Linked DNA regions of Danio rerio: region 1 is linked to region 2. A link is a contact called in public HiChIP or PLAC-seq data. All regions are on one chromosome and are shown on one strand. The core of a region is the stretch at or near the end of the contact, and the rest is flanking DNA. Distances in the headings are between cores, read along the strand shown. Region 1 has its middle 90 kb from the start of hoxb1a. Region 2 holds the start of hoxb4a (homeobox B4a).

Region 1 (3,100 bases), core at 143-2,642, 140 kb before region 2:
CATGAGTCATCAAACTCTAAACCTTACACAAACATGCAGACACATATTTTATACTTTCTAGCTAAAACCAACGTTTTATAAATGAGCCATAAAGAGACTACATTTTTTTAGATGCAAAAAGGTCACGGTCTGTTCAAGGAGGGCAATAATAATCCCATTAGTAATTTCTAAATATATATACAGTGAGGACACATACACACTAACCAGCCTAGACCTGCAACTGTTTTCCAACTATTAAACCTTAAAATGTTTTTCTTGAGGAAAATTATGTATTGATATGCTAAATTACTCGCATCAAGAATGTCCAGCATCATTAAGAAAATGGCAAATGCTTTTAAAATGTAAATTAAAATGCTTTTTTACAAATGTGATCTTTGTGTGAAGTTTTAGTTCTAGACAGGCGTCTGTTTTTTATGCATGACAATAAAATGGGTTCTTTCAAGCTAGATTCTCTAATACTAACTTGGATTTGTGGGATATAAGTTGTTCAGATAGCCTACTTCAAACCAGTTATTTAATTAATCCATTTATACATTATAGTTTTTGTTATCTGTAGCTAGTTAACTATATAATAATAATAACATAATATTATGACATAATATAAAATTAACAATGTTTTGTTTGTATACACACAATCTTTGTAACGTTTGATGTATTAGGTTGCTCATAATGCCTGATCATTCATTTCTAAGCTAAATGAATGTGTTCTTGTTAAATATGAAGAATCTTGATGTCTAATGAGGACTTCTCATGCAAATCTTTCCCTCTCATATTTGTTTTGATTCTCTTTGCACTTCCATAAATACAGATGATTTCTTACTCGAATCATTAATGAATACTCCAGTCGTTCGCCAAATGGAACTTTTCCAGATAGTTGCTCCTTTCCTGTTAATTCATCGCTCGCACTATTCATATTCCTTATTGGTCCACCTCTGACGCTGTAGCCAACCTGTGAGGAGCAATAGAAACAGATGTATTTTAGAGCGATGCAGTTCTCTCGAGTGACCAGTAGGGCGCACTGCAGCAAACAAGACCACAATCGGAGCCACTGCTTGTTTTTACTTTAACCGTTTCACTGCTGAGTGTTTGTTTTAAATGATTAAATTTCGAGTTATTTTGGGTTATTATCAAGTTTAATTCACAAATATCCGAACAGAGAGATTTAGTATTGTCTGATTTCTCTGAGGTAATCTCTAATACTTCATATTTTTTTTATTATTTGTCCGTTGTTTTTAAATGTTTGAACCTGCACCGTTGTGGTTAAATGAACGTTAACGTGTTTCTGTTATTATCAAAGCTCTTAAGCCGTAGTGACCGTTTTACTGGCATTAAATGACACTCAGAGACTGTTTGACTTGTCTTGTTAGGAAGTTGTAAAATGACAACAAACATCAAGGAGCCCCACTTGACCACCGGGGTGAGAGGATGGAGACTGTGGGTCACAGAAAGCCAGAGCAGGGTAAGCCTGTGCTAATCTTTGGATATAATACCCCACTGTTAGCATGCCTTATCTCAAGTATGTTGCTGATAATACTGAAGCCACCAAGACTAATTACAGGCAATGTATACCAGAACATCTCACCTCGTCTTAACTTCACATTAATTATAACTGATGATGGGTTGTGTCACCGCTGCAGTCCAGTCGTATTTGTTTCTGCCTTTAAGAGAAGAAATAGGACTGGTGATTAGCATGGCAAGACACTGTAGGTAAACAGGGTAAAACTAACTTATTGTTATGAGCATAATTCACTAGTTCATTGATTACATTCATATAATATTGTTTTTATAATATTTTTGTAATTATTAAAGATATGTGACCTTTGACCACAAACCAAGTTTTACATTGCATAGTTATATAAGCTAAATATCTTATATTAGTCAAAATTATTGATCTGTATTTTAAATAAAAAATACATAAAGTTAATATCATGTTCTATAAAGACATTTAATAAATTTCCTACTTTTAAATATAGCAAAACTAATATTTTGATTAGTACTGTGCATTGCTAAACATTTGATTTATACAGATATAAAGGCAATCAGATTTCAGCTTTTCAGTAGTTGCGTCTTGTCCAAATGATGTCCTAACCATGCATCAAGGGACAGCTTACTGTATTTATTCTGCATAAATCTCAAGTTCTATAAACTGGCTCATAAGAGGTTATGTGGTCCAGGGTCACAAATGCATTATTTTATTAAATATACTCTTATTTGCATACATTTCTAGCACAAAAAGTTGTCATATTGCATGTAATTGCATGTCATCTTTTTATCTGGACATTTATATGCGATCATATTACAGATTTTCTTTAGTTTTATCTTGTTCAGATGTTGTCCCAACCATACGTTAAGGGAAAGCATACTGTATTTATACAGGTGATGTATAAATCTCGACCTCCAAAAACTGACTCTCATAAGGTTATGTGGTCCAGGGTCACATATGCATTATTTCATTAAATATACTCTAATTGGCATACATTTCTAGCACAAAAAGTAGTCATATTGTGAGTAATAGCATGTCAGCAATAATTCTGAGGCAATTTCATGTATATCTTTTTATCAATAATTCAGAAAATGTAAACTTTTAAAAAAATGTTGCATATAATCAGGCAAATATGTGTGAATGTATCGCTCTGTAAAAACCTTCAAAAAACAAATTCCAATAAAACTGATATGTGGTATATACAAGCACTGCTAGAATGGAAATTTATTTTTCAATGCTGGAAAAAAAACATTGAGAAAAAAAAAAAATATATATATATATATAAAAAAGAAAGATAGTGAATTCTAATTTAAATCATGAGACACTGATTAATTGTGAAAAGGAAACTCTTCAAATTGTTTTGTGGATGTTTTGTTTACATTATAAAAACAGTTATTGAGAAACCGAGAAGCCCCAAAATGTCAAAATTGACAGGTGCATGAAAAACTGATTTTGCCTGTAGTACGACTCCTTAAAGCTCTAAGATCAGATCATACAGTATGTATGTCTAATTGAAGCTCAGTGTAAATGAGCAAATCAAGATCTTAATGCCTTTACAGCATTTGTAAAGAGTGCTGCAGAATTGAAAGTGAAATAAAACAGTAAAGGGGTTTATAT
Region 2 (2,878 bases), core at 179-2,678:
AAAGCGACACGTTACAGAACGTATAACACAAACAGACACACACATATACCCACACACACACAGCCCCACACATTGAAGAAGCTAGATATTCTTAAATTCAAATTAGATGCACACGCTACAATAATAAAGTATTATATATTTTTAAGAACATTAAGAAAACGATCTGCATGTATTTGCAAGTAAATACGCGACTGTTAAAAGATTAGATTATGCAAAATGGTAAACAAAAAAGGTCATTGTCTATTTAGGATAACATTTGGGATCGGGACAATGTGTGCTGATTTAATGTTACACGTTCCATAAGAAATTCTAAAAAAAATACATGATCAGCATGTATACTACGAGAAACAGCATGTCTGGTTACGAACGACTAATGATTTTGCAAACATTACATGTGCCCCCTTTTTTACGCACACCATGGCAGCTAGTACATGCGCTAATTATGGTATAATAATAGTTCATAAAAGAGTGCGATTGTTTGTATTACCATTAGTCTTTTATTGTCTTCCTCATAACTGTGAATATTTTACCTCTCCATAAAACTTCTTTACCAGCACTTTTTTTACTAACAATTGTAAAGTGGAAGTATAAAGTAGCCAACACATTAACCCGTCCAGTCACTTAAAATCAAATTACTGAAACATAAAACTTAACTTATGGATTACATGATAACTCATAAAACTCTTCTCGGGAAGAAATTAGAACGAGAAAGTTGCATAGACCCCGAAAGAGCTTAAAGAAGGAGTGCAATAAAAATTTATGGAGGGTGTAATTATATTGCCCTGCAAACAGACGGTCGTAAATCTCGACCAAGGGCAACTTCATAAGAGGAGCAATAGATTTAACGCCGGACATTAGGCTCTCTAAAGTGGCCGAGCTGTCGGTGCACGGAAACACACTAGTAAAAGAAGTTCAGCTGCACTTACCGATGTTTACGTGGACTTTTTTCATCCAGGGGTATACCACGGGATCTTTTCTTGAGCTGACCGTTGAAGTGTTTTGGCTAGTGGGAGTCTGACCGCAGGCTGGCGGAGGGCTTGGAGTTACCGAGTCGCAATGATGGCTTGGTTCAGGGAGAGGGGTCGAGAGTGCGGTTGTGGGTAGAACGTGACCTCGCGGAGAGATAACCGCGGCAGGCTGCCCCGGACCCTGGCACGATGAGTAGGGTGGGTCGGCGCAGCCCGACCGCTGGTGGTAGATCGACTCATGCTGGAACGAGGGGTCTTGCCTCTGGGCGCTGTAGTAGTCCGGAGAGTGACTGGGTAGGTAGTCGCTCTGGGAATATTCCTCGCAGGGTGGAAACTTAGGGTCCACATAGTTGGAGTTGATCAAATAGGAACTCATGGCCATTAATTTCTTTGAATTGCACACAAAATATACTAAAATTTATATGTATCCCTTTACTCGTTTTCCTGTTTCGTAGAACCCTCCTACTTTCTGTCAAGTGAACAAAGTTAAGGGTCCATGTGACATCGTCAGCCAATGGCGTGGATCTTCGCGATTCCCGGATAAGGAAATGGGATTAGTCAGTTTAGACCGTGCTCGTCTACTTGCATTTCGGAACAGCGAAAAATGCCATACTTTTCATACATTACCGTGCCTTTGATGAGATAGTGGTAAAATCAAAACAATAACACGCCGGACAAAGCGAAAAGGCATGCTGGATTCTACCAGCTCCATAGAAAGTCACGCCCCCATTCCCTCTCAGTTCATCTGCAGATTGAGAACATTGACTTTACCTCTATAAAGATCTGTTAAGATTTAGCGAACTAAAATGCTGCAAAATTTAGACCAGTGTTCATGAAAAGCGGTATCAAGGGAAAGTGATGCAAGGAGTTCGCGTTGGCCAGGCTCTTAAATGCACTCGCTAATAATGGTGAGAGAATGGTCGTGGCGTGAGCTGCGTGTCAGAGATGAATCTAGGCTTGTTTAAGATCGATAGAAAATTCATCAACTAATTCAGGTTACAAAGCCTCCTAAATCACAAAGGAGACCTTCTGCATTTAAACATAGTCTGCAGTCATTTCTCTCCAAACGGCGCGTTTGTCCTGTACGCCAAATCTACTCACAATGAATAGTAATTTATGTGCTCAGTCCCCTATTATCACCAGCAACAAATATTTCTCCTTGCTCACTGATAATGTTTAAACCAAGATAGTCAAACAATCACTAAACAATGCAGACCTCTACAAATCTCTACAAAGTCATTTTTGTCATTTTTTAATATTAAAAGTCTTACAAAATACGCAAGACATCGTAAACGTTCTTCATATTTACACAACAACTGAAAAGAATGTACTAGTTACAAAAATAACTTTCGTTCGTGCACCAAACGTTCAGTCGTGGTATTAATTACAATAACAAACCAAATGTTAAAATGTCGTCATCTTTGCCCGTTGAAGTTGAATGTAGCCTATACATCAACTACATACTCCCCTAGATACGAATTTGTGACTGTGCGTCTGTTTACACAAATCCGGATCTACAGGGTATATATAGATGACAGGTTTCTTCTTGACAGGTATTGAGAAAGCCAGCTCACCTTGACAGCGCCTTCCCATTGTCAAGTTGTTGCACCTGGAACAGTCTGCCTCCAAGGATATCAGCAATCTGTCTCACCACTTAATGGATCGGTGCTTCCTTTATAAACTTTTCTAATAGTTTGTAGTAAACACTGGAGATTCTTTTTTCTTCATTTTACTCAAGATAACAACTAAACTCAACTGAACAGAGGAAAATCGAAATTTTCTTCCTTGTGGCTCTGAAACATAATTTTCCTACAATCAGAAAGACGTCTAAATATTTTACACGGTTTATATATATATATATATTTAATATATATATATATATATATATATATATATATATATATATATAT

What was found. HiChIP or PLAC-seq counts read pairs in DNA pulled down with a chosen protein or histone mark.
Region 1: a contact with region 2 is called in an H3K4me3 HiChIP or PLAC-seq map of gastrula embryo, with 4 times the contacts expected there. The contact joins the enhancer-like site here to the promoter of hoxb4a in region 2. A contact is called at or near these places in 6 of 18 Hi-C or Micro-C datasets (caudal fin, embryo, gastrula embryo and 1 more) and 3 of 4 datasets of contacts at active chromatin or transcription factors (caudal fin, embryo and gastrula embryo).

The regions. Positions count from the first base shown.
Region 1 is chr3:22,597,588-22,600,687 of GRCz12tu, reverse strand. No RefSeq gene overlaps it. Among named protein-coding and RNA genes, the nearest start is that of hoxb1a, 90 kb to the right of the region's middle. Within about 2 kb of position 1,392, at least 12 of the 62 cell types and tissues checked have an H3K27ac peak or open chromatin away from gene starts, as enhancers often do.
Region 2 is chr3:22,460,140-22,463,017 of GRCz12tu, reverse strand. hoxb4a (homeobox B4a) reads right to left here and starts at 1,428. Exons shown (of 2, transcript NM_131118.2): 1 at 927-1,428. The coding sequence starts at 1,350. All of the region lies in intron 1 of hoxb3a (homeobox B3a), which reads right to left. It overlaps mir10c (microRNA 10c), which reads right to left and starts at 2,507; the gene lies at 2,413-2,507.